Linked DNA regions of Sus scrofa: all the other regions are linked to region 1. Evidence: chromatin contacts called from public Hi-C and HiChIP or PLAC-seq data. All regions are on one chromosome and are shown on one strand. Each heading gives the region's core, a stretch centred on a gene start, on an enhancer-like site or on the middle of the called end of the contact. The rest is flanking DNA. Distances are from core to core; before and after follow the strand shown. Region 1 holds the start of CDK17 (cyclin-dependent kinase 17). Region 2 holds the start of LTA4H (leukotriene A4 hydrolase). Region 3 holds the start of NEDD1 (protein NEDD1).

Region 1 (3,653 bases), core at 649-3,148:
ATACTAACCTATTTCCTTTGAAGCCTAGCATTCAAACCATTAGGGTTTCTGGCCTAGGAGATAGTTTACCAGATAAAAGGTTACCAGTTTTACATTCCAGTAATCTCTTTCATATAAAAAAGAATATTCCTTAAAAATAGCCACAGTTTTTTCTTTTGTTCCAGCCCATTGTTTTTGGAAGTATGCAGAAGTTAGGAATACAAAGACGGAAACGACTTCATCAGTAAAGCATCATTTAATAAATAAATCAACTACTTAATCTCATAAAAGAACAAAACCAAACCAATAATATTAATGGTAGCAAAATTTTTTTTCTTAAAATTGGGTTGAACTTTATTTCTAATTTCAAGGAAGGCTCTCCTTGCAAGGCATCAAAATCTTAAAATCCCATTCATTTTCTTCTGTCCAAAGATAAAATAAGTCTAAAATACAGTGACTCAGATTTGTTACTTTGACCTTCTTACACAAGTGCCTTTTAAAAGAAATCCTTCAACAAAAACTCAAGAAATAATCACCAAAGTTTGAGGAAAGAATTATCTAAGTCAAGCATTTCCTGATAAATGACAGGTCTAGCGGCTGCCAGGGATACACACACTGCTGACCCTAGGAAGAGCCAAAACTCAAAACAAAAGTTGCCACTTCTGTATCTAAAAAAATCATTTGGCTAATAAGAGGTGATAATCCGTGACTAACGACGTGTCTTTGGTGGACACATTAATAAAAAGGAGGAGCGCCATGCATTTGAGCTAAACGCTTTTGCCATTTTCGCAGAAGAAAAGCTAATTGTTAATGGCCATGTGACATTATAAGATCCCAGAAAGGAAAGGGTGGGAGGAAGAGAGAGGAGTTCAAGGCAGTTCAGGGTCAGAACAAGCTCAGGCATCCTGTCATTAGCAAACGTTCCCCAAGCTGAAGGCAAAAGACTGCTTACTCGAAAAGGAGTGGGTGAGAAGTAGGGGGAGAACGAGGGGAAAACCACTGGCGACTCAATGTGGCAGGGAGGGGGTGATGCGCGGGAGAGAGTGTGGAGCTATCCAGCCGAGTCGGGGAGCAAAATCATCCCGCACAAAAACCCTGAGACAAGCAACTGCGGCGGAGATGACAATACTTGGCAGCCCCCCACCTGCCCCTCCCCGTCGGTTCTGGGGGTTTCCGACATCCCCTCCGCCTCTGCTCTTGACCGGCGCTCAGGGGTGTGACCCGCCAGCGGGAGGCTGCGCGGATCTTTGTCTCGGCCCGCTCCCCACGCGAGGGCTCCTCCTCCCCTCGCTCCCCACCCGCGCACACCCCCGGCGTCTCCAAGGAGCTGGAAACGCGGCCGCCGCCGCCGCCGCCGCCGCCTCGCCCACCTCCCGCGGACCTGAGCCCCTTCCTGCCCCTCGGGGCTGAGCCTCCCGTTCCCGCAGCTCCACCCCCGCCGAGGGGACCTTTATGCCGCGGGGGACTTTCTGCCTCTTCCCTTCCAGGGCCTCGCGGGGAGACCGGCCTCCCCCGGAGACCGAAGCGCCAGCAAGCACCGGAGGCGGAGGCGGCGGCGGCGGCCGGAGGCGCCTCCCGCAGAGGAGCCCGAGAGTCAGACACCCACACCTCACCCCACTGCCGGAAACGCCCGGGCGAGGGCGACAGGCACAAGCCACCCCCCTGCGACCCACCCACCTCTCTCAACTTCCCCGCGGGGCCTGAGCCCCCCGCGTCCCCACCAGCCGCCGGCCCAGGCCCGGGTCTCGGGCACGCTCCGGCCCCTCTCAGCCCCAGGTCGGCGGGTCAGGGGGGAAAGCCCCGCGCCACCGCCGGCCGCCAACTCACCAGCAAGTGCGGGGGCCGCGTCCTGAGACCAGGCGAGGCGAGGCGGGGTGCAGGCGGAAAGCAGCTCGGCCGACACCCGCGGCGACCGGATGCAGGTCCGGGTCCCAGCGGCCGGCAGACCCGAGGCGCCTCCGAGGCGCAGGCCTCCGCAGCAGCCGCCGCCTTCCAGCTCAAGCCGAGGGTCCGGAGCCTCCAGGAGGGGCCGCGGGTCCCTCACGCGTTGCCAAGCCCCCCGGACAACATGGCTCCCGAGCCGCCGGGCCGCGCGGGCCGCCCACTAATCCCCGCGGAGGAGCGCAGCCGGAGCCAGGCGGCCTGGGAAGCGCCGACGCCCGGCTGAGGCTGCCCGGCCGGACGCGGGCTCCTTCTTCCCCGGGGCCGGACCGTGAGGAGCTGAGGAGACGGCGGGCGGCCGCTCTCGCTCGCTGCGTGTGCGTCGCTTTCTCACTCGGCGGCTGCGGATTGACGCCTCCGCCTGTCCCCCGGGGGGAGAGCGAGCGAACAAGAAAAAAGACTTTTATTGAAACGATCCAACCAGCAGCGGCAGAGAAAGGCGACCGGCCGCGGGAGCTTCCCCCACCTCCGCCCGAGCCGCTTGCCGCGGGCAGCGCGACCCCTGCCGGCGGCGGCGGCGACGGCGGCGGAGGGGGCGGGGCCTCGAGGGCGGGGCGGGGTATCCCCGGGAAACCCCCCACCCCGAGGTGGGGCCTGGGTCTGGAGCCCCGAGCCCCGGGCCTCGGGGCGGCTGGAGGGGGTGGGAGGGGTGGGGAGACCCCACGTAGGTGAGAAGGTTAGGCACTGCCTGTCCACCGCGACTGGAGGAGAAATTATCTGAATAATCCCCCCCTTCATCTTCCACCCCCCAACAAAACAAAAACTGCTGCTGACATTATCCAAGTAATTATGTAATTGAGAGACCGTGGCCACGGTTCTCTGTTGGTTCTCTAGAGAGCTGGTGTCAAAGGACCTGCACTTGAGCTTGATTGCTGCAACTTTTCTCCTTTATTGTGGTTAGGTGAGGGGGTGGGTACCAGGGCAGCAGTCCCTCACACAGGCGGCATTTATTCATTTAAATTACCAACTTCTTTTTCTTATATTCGCGGCAATATACTAGGTCCTCAAAGCACGGAGCGTCTCTCTGGGGTGAAAGGTACTCCATAAACAGTTATACAAATCCGAGCTTTGAGAAGGGCAATGGAAGGTGCTCTGAGAACAGAAAGGAAGTACTGTTGCAGAGTTGGTTAGGTTGTGTTTTCTTGGAGGAGGGGAGCGGTGGAGAGGTTGGCCCAGTTTCTGTAAGTGTCTTTACTTTCTTCTTTCCCAGAGGCTAACAGCTAGTTCAGGAATGAACAGCAGAGTGAAAGTGAAGACAAACTGAAGTAATACTGACCCACATTTTTCCCACTAAGAAGGATAAAGGCAGAGTAAACACAAACAGAAACCCCTAGAGGGAGATAATGAGAGGATTGAAAAAGAATGGAGACCGGATGTAGACAAGCTAAACAAGAAAAAAAATTAAAACCACATAAAAGGCCTGGTGAAGTGAGATATAAATATTTGTCTACTGTAATACCCAGAAATAGACTTAATACATTTTTAATGCAATTTCAATCACATTATGTCCTAAGGACTTTTGACAATTATCTTCCTGGAGTCTTGGGTGAATCCTTTCTCCCTAAAAAGAATGCCTGACGACTTCTTTTATTTTGCTGGACCAAGTTGAGTGTATCTACTGTAATATCCAACAATCATACATTTCAGTCAGATTTCTCCATACCTCTAAAATTACTAGAGTCCATAAATCAACGTTTATGCTCTGAACATATTTAACACGTGCTTATCATAAA
Region 2 (4,088 bases), core at 1,346-3,845, 310 kb before region 1:
GAATTCACCCTAACAGAGCTCCTTCAACATTCCCCAGCATCGTGGACCCCAAGCATGGACAGGAAAAAAATGCACGGTGTCCTCATCCAGTGCTGGCCCTGGGTCCTTTCTGTTGGTGGTGGTGAGAAAATGCCCCCTTACCTTTAAGATAGAGTTAGCACTGTTCTCAGTGCTGCCCACATCAAGCTCAGGCACTGCATGCTAACGCAACGCATCCATTAATTCGTTAAACTCTAGAGTGTCTTCTGTATGCCAGGAGCTCCACTCAGAACTTGAGATACAAAGGGCCAGGATACACAGCCCCTCCTCCAAGAGCCCATGATCCAGTGGAGGAAGGAAAAAACTCTGAATAAATACAACTAAACTCTTGGCTTCAGGTTATTACAAATAAGAAAACAATTACAAACAGATGTACCTGAACTGTAGCTAGCTTACCTTGCCTAAAATCTAACATGACTATTATTTCACTCTAATGTACGAAACAGATGGGACAACTAGAAATCACAATTTTAAAATCTGCTCTTGAGATGTGGGGAATGCAAAAACAACGGGCAGGTTTTTAGACTGGGGCACTAAGGGTACCTTTCCTTCAAAAGGTAAGCATCCTGACTCTTGCTTACCCATGGAACAGAGGTAAAGCTTTTATTTTTACAAAACAAGCGACAGCGCAAGGTCACATTAAGCAGTGACAAACTCAAAACTCACTTGCTTTTACTAAAAGGAGAGATTGCACTGAATCAGGACCTCAGTTCAGCAGGTCCTGCCTGAGGACAGCCGTCTGCAATGAACCATAGCTTGGCACTTCAAACAGACCAAAGTACAACCTATAGAAAAATAGTTATTGTTTTGCTTATAAAGCTTTTATTTTTTTTTCCTTACAGTACTTCTAGTGACTACTCATCAATGCATAGAGGAGTCAACCTATTTTTTACATCAGAATCAGTCTAGCAAAATGTTAAAGCACCAAGAGTAAGAAAGTTATGGGCTGTATTAGTTCATATTAATGACTCAAAATACAGGCCTATTGCTCAAGCAGGAAAAAACCACCAACTCTTATCGAAACTTATTCTTATGACCAGTGAATTGACCCCACTGATTTCCAGCCGTCCAGCCCACAACATAACCTTATCTGATTGCTTATTGCTGGGTTTTAGTAGCTATCACTACACTACACCACTACAGTGTGGCCGGTCTTGTCTTGTTCCTCTTATTTCTAAAATGCTTTTCTATGAAATTCCTCAGGTGAAAGATACAATCCAAATAATACCAGACAATTTGAGTAAGAACACTGAAAACAGGTTATGTTGTGCAGAGAAAATAATTTAATAATATTCCACAAATCTAAGCAAGTTTGTCATCATTCGAGTGGCTAGAGAGCTTGAAGACGCCCGTATTTTCTAAGAAGCGCAATATTACCTGCTTCTTGGAACCCACTATTAAGAAATTATAATGAGACATTCTTAGAGAACTTCAATGTCTCACCCATCCTTAAATTATTGGACGGGAAGGGTGATAAGAATCAAAGGCAGGAAGAACTATGAACCCAGAGAGAAAGAGCTGCACGTGGAGTCTGAAAGCAGACTGGAAGCATGGAAGCAGGGCTGGGAATTCGAGGGCGTTTGAGAACTGGCTGGAGAGTGAGGGAAGACGGCGATCGGTTTTATCGCAGAACTCTGGGCGGAAATAAGGGGACTGGGAGAGAAAAGGGGGACTGAGCATCAGCAGAATACAGGGTCTGAGACTTGGCTGAGACCGTGTACTGAGGAAGGTGCGGGGGAATTGGAAGCAGTCAGGGGCCTAAAGAGGGTGTTCCGGGCTGCAGGCCCAGGAAACCGGGAGAGGGCAAGAGGCATTGGCGCTGGGAACTAGTCTTATGGGGGATGGGGGAGGGGGTTCGTGCTAAGATGAAACTTGAGCGCTGGGTGAGGAGTGGGGCGTGGAGTGGGCACGAGCATGTGTCCAGGGACTGGGAACGGGGCTTTGGAGACAAGGGTGTAAAAGGAGATTGGTAAACATAGGGAGTGAGGGAGGAATGCAGAAACGCAATTGGGTTGGGAGGGAAAGGTATGGGGTGTCTTGGGGCAGAAGAAGGGGATGCTGAGCAATAAGTGGGGGCTGAAAAGGAGGTGCAGAATATGGGTCGCGGGCTGCACAGAAGCGTCGCGGTTTGCGCAAAGCGGACAGGCGCATGGGACTGGGAAGGGGCCGCAGCGGGGTGAGAGACAGAAGGCGGGCGGCCGGGGAGAGGCGGTCACTGGGAGCTGTCCCACCGTACCAGGCTGCGTAGATTGTCCTCCTGAGACTGGACGGTGAGCGCGGCGGTCCCGGTCAGTACCCGGCGAGTAAAGTCGACGCTGCAGCGCAGGTGAAGGTGTGTAGTCCGGCAGATGGACGCCGGGGAGGCCAAGGAGCACGTATCCACTACCTCCGGCATGGCTGTGGGGAGTCCCGCCGCACGCGATGCGCACCCGACACTCTGCTGCCAGAGAGACTACTCGACTGAGAACGAGGAAAAGAGGGAGAGAGGCAAGGCAGAGGAGGAGGGATTCGTGGCGCCAGCCGGGAAGGGAAGTTTCTTGAAGTCAGAGAAGAGTGGGGTACGGCATGGATGGAACTACACGTCCCATGGTGCAGTGCGACAAGGAGTGCGCTTTGCTCCCTGGGAGTGTGTGTGCGCGCGCGGAGGGGTGCTGAAGTGGCTCGATATTGCTCCCCGAGGGGAAGGAGGAGGAAGAGGAGAGGGTGAGAGTTAGATGAAAGATGGGCCGATGGAGCTGAGTAAGCTGAGAGATGAAACTGAGAGCCTCCATTTTAGTTCCATTCAGTTTCGGTGGAAGTTACAAGAACAGTAGAATGTCGATTCTGTATATAATGGCTGGGCGGGGCAAAAAGGGATAAGAAGTCTGTTAGAAAGTTGACTCCCGTGCAATTCCTCGTTAGTATAGTGGTGAGTATCCCCGCCTGTCACGCGGGAGACCGGGGTTCGATTCCCCGACGGGGAGGCACAAGAAGCCTTTTTCTTCCTTACGGACGGAAATGTTCATAGATTTAAAGAGCAAATGTGAAAGGAACAGTCAAATTGACTGTCAGATTTATACTTTAAAGCTGTTTTGTTGGTGCTATGCCGTGTTGGCAACCCAGTGCAAGTGAACTCAGTTCTGTCAATTCAACACCCAATGCCCTGGTTCTTATGTACATTTCCAGATCTGAAGGAATAAGCCACATTCCCATCTTAGAAACTTAGATGTTCTGTAGTGAGACAGTTCTATGATATGAGCGTGCAGTGGCTACAGGGGAATGCAGAGCTGGGACATCCTGGAGGTGAGGAAGGATCGAAGCGTAACTTGCCTAAAGAAAATGAGACCTAAGAGTTGAAACTGGGACAACTGGAAAAGGAGCCATCTCAAAGGACCTAAACAGCTGGACCTTTACTCCTGAATGCATGGCTGGGGAACTGACTCATTGAAGAATTTTCAGCAGAGGAGCGACATGGTCAGATTCCTGTTATCAAAGGAACACTGGTAGTCTTCAGAGCATTCAGAGAAAGGCAACAAAACCAGAGTGTGAAGAGTTAGGAAACTGCTGTTACATAGTCTAGGAAGAAGATGCCAGGGGGCTGACACCGGTAAGTCATAAGTAAGGAGAGAGAGGAAAGAATGGAAAGAATACTTGAGAGAAGTGGTTTCCCAGATTAAGAAGGAGCCTAAGGTGGTTTCTCAGATTCTTCGCTTCAGTCGTCGGATGATCATTAACCAGAGATGGAGACAACATTAAGAGAACAGACTTAAGTAGGAAAAGTTTAATCTGGGACAAACGGAGTTTGAAAGTGTATGGGACTCGGAGCGGAGCTGTCCATGAGACGCTTGGGAAGTTTTACGTTTGTAGCTCTGGGGATGTTTCCGGCAGGTATGAGAGTATCGCATAATGTGATGGACGAAACTCTGGCTGTGGGTTAGCTCAGCCCAAGGAGAGTGGGTAAAAAGAGCAGTGAAACAGGTTGGAAACTGGAAGAACACCAGAATTTAAGAGACAAAGTTTGAAGGCGGGGAGGCACCCTCTCACAAGGTATATGTACCCCAAATCTTCAT
Region 3 (3,957 bases), core at 909-3,408, 440 kb after region 1:
AGTTTCCAACATTTGGCTTACATTACTTGTAGAATATATTATACAGAACTAGGAAACACTATGCATATAGACACGGAAGTAGGAACAGGAGAGACAGGTCCATTCCGGGACCATGCAAGGTTTGATGAGGCTTAGGACTAGCAGGGAGAAAGCAGCAGAGGCTAACATTTGTCCCTTTATGCTGTATTTTGGCTGTTGGTAGAATAGCATAATGGTTAAGAGCACAGTCTTTATAGTCTTATGGTTCTGGATTTAACTCTTGTCCATACCATTTCTTAATTGTATGACCTTGGGCGAGTTACTTAATCTCTGTTTCTTATGGAAAATGGGGACATATAATAGTACATATGTATTTTTAGAAAGATAAATATATACAGTACATAAATATACTTTACCTACGTATCTATACACACACAAATATATACTGCTTAGTAAAGTATGTTTCATGAATATGTTGTATGATATATAACATGTATATGTTACTATATCATATGTTGTGTCAGATATTCTAGTATCCGTTATCCTGCTGGTTTGAAATATTCAGACTTAGTTGTCTTTTCTTTCCCTTATTTTCCCTTATTCTTCCTGCCCCACTGCTCACATGCTCATACATTGTTTCCTTTTCTTTAATCGTTTTTTTTTGGCCACACCCATGGAGTATATAAGTTCCTGAGCCAGAGATCCAACCCAAGACATAGCAGTGAGCCAAGCTGCTGCAGTGACAATGCCGGATCCTTAACCTACTGCACCACAAGAGAACTCCTCTTACTTTATTTTTTTATTTCCCGACTTTTTGGCCCCCATCCCTGTCAAAATTGCTTTTATAACCTCAAGAACTGTAATCTATACAATTAAGGAAGTTGCTACTTGCCTTAATTTCTTGTTTTGAGGCTCCCCATCAATCTTAACAACTTTTCTGTTCTGAAAAGAATTTCTGCTCTATACTTATTAGAGTTTTCCAGTTATTTGCAATATTGGTGCAAGTAACTGGGGTTTATGTACCTAGTTCAGAAAAGTGCTCCGAGTATGTACTTGTGCTGAAAGAATAACAACAGTTAGGAGACATGCCATATACATAAAAATATATATAATAAGTATATATAACATCTATATAAGTATGTATAACATATATATGTGTATATGTATGTGTGTTTGTGTGTGTGTATATATATATTATGGCCACACCTTCGGTATATGGAAGTTCCCAGGTTAGGGATCTAATCAGAGCTGCAGCTGCTGCCTATGCCACAGCCTCCAGCATCACCTGACCTCAGCTGCATCTGGGACCTAGCTGCAGCTTACAGCAAGGCAGGATCCTGAAACCACTGAGTGAGGCCAAGGATGGAACCTGCATTTTCACAGAGAGGAGGTAACCTGCTGAGCTGTTTAACAACAGGAACTCCAGAAATGCCCTATATTTTTACAAAGATTCTCAGCAAAAATTGTCAAAAAAAAAAAAAAAAAAAAAAAAGCGCACAGGTAGAAGCGGCATGTGGGCATATGAAAGCTTAATTCACCTCCTCCTTTTTCCACTCTGAGAAGCATCTCCTTCAAAAGAATTCCCAACCAGATGGTGTTTGATGTTCCTGACCCCGCAGCATGATTCAGAAAAAAGATCGTAGGTTTTGAAGTCGAATAGCTCGCTTATGCTTTCCGTTATTTCTTAGCTTTTTTAGCATGTCTCTTGGTTTGTAAATTGCTTTGGGTATCATCAGCTCTCCCAGGTTTCCTCTTTAGCGAAGCCTTTCCCAAACCCACATCCATGTTCGTTTCCCTTTCATGCATCTGGTACGCAATTCAGTTTTCGCTTTTCACTTAAGTGTGAATTACTTATGAACGTCTGCTGGGCCAGGGACCACGAGAGTTGACTGTACCCCAGTATTCCCAGGCTAAACTCATCACTGTGCACCCACCCAGAGGCTAACGAAGGCCTTGGCACACAGTAGGCAGTCAGTGAACAAATGGATGATAAAGGGCAGCAGCGGCCCGGCCCCAGTTCCTTCGCTGGGGCGTGGAGGGAAGGAGGCCGGCAATTACCGCCCAGCGGTTAGGGTCAAGACCCCCATCAAGCCCCAGCACCGCCCTAGGCCCAGCCCCTAGCCCGGGCTCCGCCCGCCTGCCGGAGCCACCGCTTCGGGCGGTGCCTCTCCCGGTGACGCCAGGCGGGGGCGGGACTTCCGGCCGCCGAAGTTTAACACTCCAGGCGGGAGCCGGAAGCCCAGCGCCGGAGCGGGCCGGTCCGATGCCCCCGGTCTACGGCGGCTGAGAGGTGAGGTTCGGAGGGCCGGGGGCAGTGGGCCGTCGCCCGCCACGTACTTGCTGTCTCTTGGCCCCTGACCACCCTCCGGCACCGCAGGGGGCGGGTCGGAGGTCCCTGGGCCCCCAGAGCCCCGGCCGGCCGGGCGCTCGGGACGTTTGCGGGGCAGGGGCGCGGCGGTGCGTTTGGCGCGGAAGTGCCCGGGAGCCGCGGGCCGGGGTCGTGCACCCCCGCCTGTGACAGCCTCGGATCGAGCCCGAGAGGTGGCCCGGCTTCACGGGAGCAGGTTGTTGGCAGCTCTGGGGTCTGCGCTGCCTCTGGAAAGTTTGCCGTTTGCCCACAGTCCCGCTTCCTTTTTGTAAATCTCTCAAATCCGACTCTTTTAGCCGGCGCTTGAATGCATTTTACAAGATAACCCCAGCTGAGCAACACTCCTGCAAGTAAAGTGCCTTTTGGGTGAATGAAAGTTGGAGAACTTTTATTTGTTTAAGCTAGGTGTCGTAGTGGAATTGTTTCTTGTAACCGTGCTCCCCAGATCTGGGGCTGGCGGGCTCTTACCGCCTTGTGTCCTGACAGCTCACTTTTGATGGGCGCCTTTTCCAGAGGCTGATGTAATGCCCCTCCCTTAAATGTGTCTGTTCTGGGAAGGTGGAGGTTGGTGGGTCAGTGGTCCCCTTCCCAACAGACATTGGGTGACTTGGCCAAAGTGACTAACTCTGGACACATCCTCTGTGCCCAGGCTACAGGGATCTTTCCGCTACTCCACAACTGCTCCACAGGAATGATCTAAGATTGTAGTAAAGACGTTTTTCAGTGGTGTTTCCTGGATGTACAGATGCTTTTCCAGCACTAAATTGTTGTTGAGTAGGAAATGGAAAGGACACGTTACCACATGTTAAGGCACCAAATCCAAACACTGTCTACATTTCAACAGATGACTAGCGGCTTTTAGTAGAATGGTATTTACGTGATGAGTGAAGCATAATGAATCACATAAGTGACTTTTCTAGTTAACAAAACTTTTAGCCTCTCTTCTTTTGTCTTTTTACTTTTTCTAGGGCCGCTCCCGGGACATATGGAGGTTCCCAGGGTAGGGGGTGGAATCGGAGCTGTAGCCACCAGCCTGTGCCACAGCCACGGCAACGCAGGATCTGAGCCGTGTCTACAACCCGCACCACAGCTCACGGCAACGCCGGATCCCCAACCCACTGAGCAAGGCCAGGGATCAAACCCACAACCCCATGGTCCTTAGTCGGATTCGTTAACCACTGCGCCACGACGGGGACTCCAAAACTTGTAGCCTCTTTATAAACACATTCTTGGGAATGAAAGGGCCTGTGATTTATTATGCCTTTAACTTCGCCTCTGAAATTGAGGATACTCATCAATGTGATGTTTTGTTGATGACTTGGGACCCTGTCTGTGACATCACGTACACTTAGCTGCACGCTCGCACTGTCCGTACCAGGAATTCTTAATTGCTTTTAAAATCTGTTGTTTTAGGAGTTCCCTTCGTGGCTCAGTGGTTAATGAACCGAACCAGGATCCATGAGGACTTGGGTTCAATCCCTGGCCTCGATCAGTGGGTTAAGGATCCGGCGTTGCCTTGGGCTGTGGTGTAGGTTGCAGATGGGGCTTGGATCCCGAGTTGCTGTGGCTGTGGTGTAGGCTGGCAGCTGTGGCTCCCATTAGACCCCTAG

Evidence for each region. Hi-C and Micro-C count contacts between places; a contact is called where the count stands out from the background. HiChIP or PLAC-seq counts read pairs in DNA pulled down with a chosen protein or histone mark.
Region 2: a contact with region 1 is called in an H3K27ac HiChIP or PLAC-seq map of alveolar macrophages. The contact joins the promoter of LTA4H here to the promoter of CDK17 in region 1. A contact is called at or near these places in 1 of 5 promoter capture datasets (liver) and 2 of 2 datasets of contacts at active chromatin or transcription factors (alveolar macrophages and skeletal muscle).
Region 3: a Hi-C map of embryonic fibroblasts shows a contact between it and region 1, with 2.5 times the contacts expected there. The contact joins the promoter of NEDD1 here to the promoter of CDK17 in region 1. A contact is called at or near these places in 2 of 47 Hi-C or Micro-C datasets (embryonic fibroblasts and epiblast stem cells).

Annotation. Positions count from the first base shown.
Region 1 is chr5:87,178,377-87,182,029 of Sscrofa11.1, reverse strand. It overlaps CDK17 (cyclin-dependent kinase 17), which reads right to left and starts at 1,898. Exons shown (of 18, transcript XM_021092731.1): 1 at 1,807-1,898.
Region 2 is chr5:87,485,059-87,489,146 of Sscrofa11.1, reverse strand. LTA4H (leukotriene A4 hydrolase) reads right to left here and starts at 2,595. Exons shown (of 20, transcript NM_001185132.2): 1 at 2,276-2,595. The coding sequence starts at 2,434. It overlaps TRNAD-GUC (a tRNA gene), which reads left to right and starts at 2,931; the gene lies at 2,931-3,002. The region is part of intron 2 of LOC110260790 (a long non-coding RNA gene); the gene reads left to right.
Region 3 is chr5:86,735,460-86,739,416 of Sscrofa11.1, reverse strand. NEDD1 (protein NEDD1) reads left to right here and starts at 2,158. Exons shown (of 15, transcript XM_021092727.1): 1 at 2,158-2,269.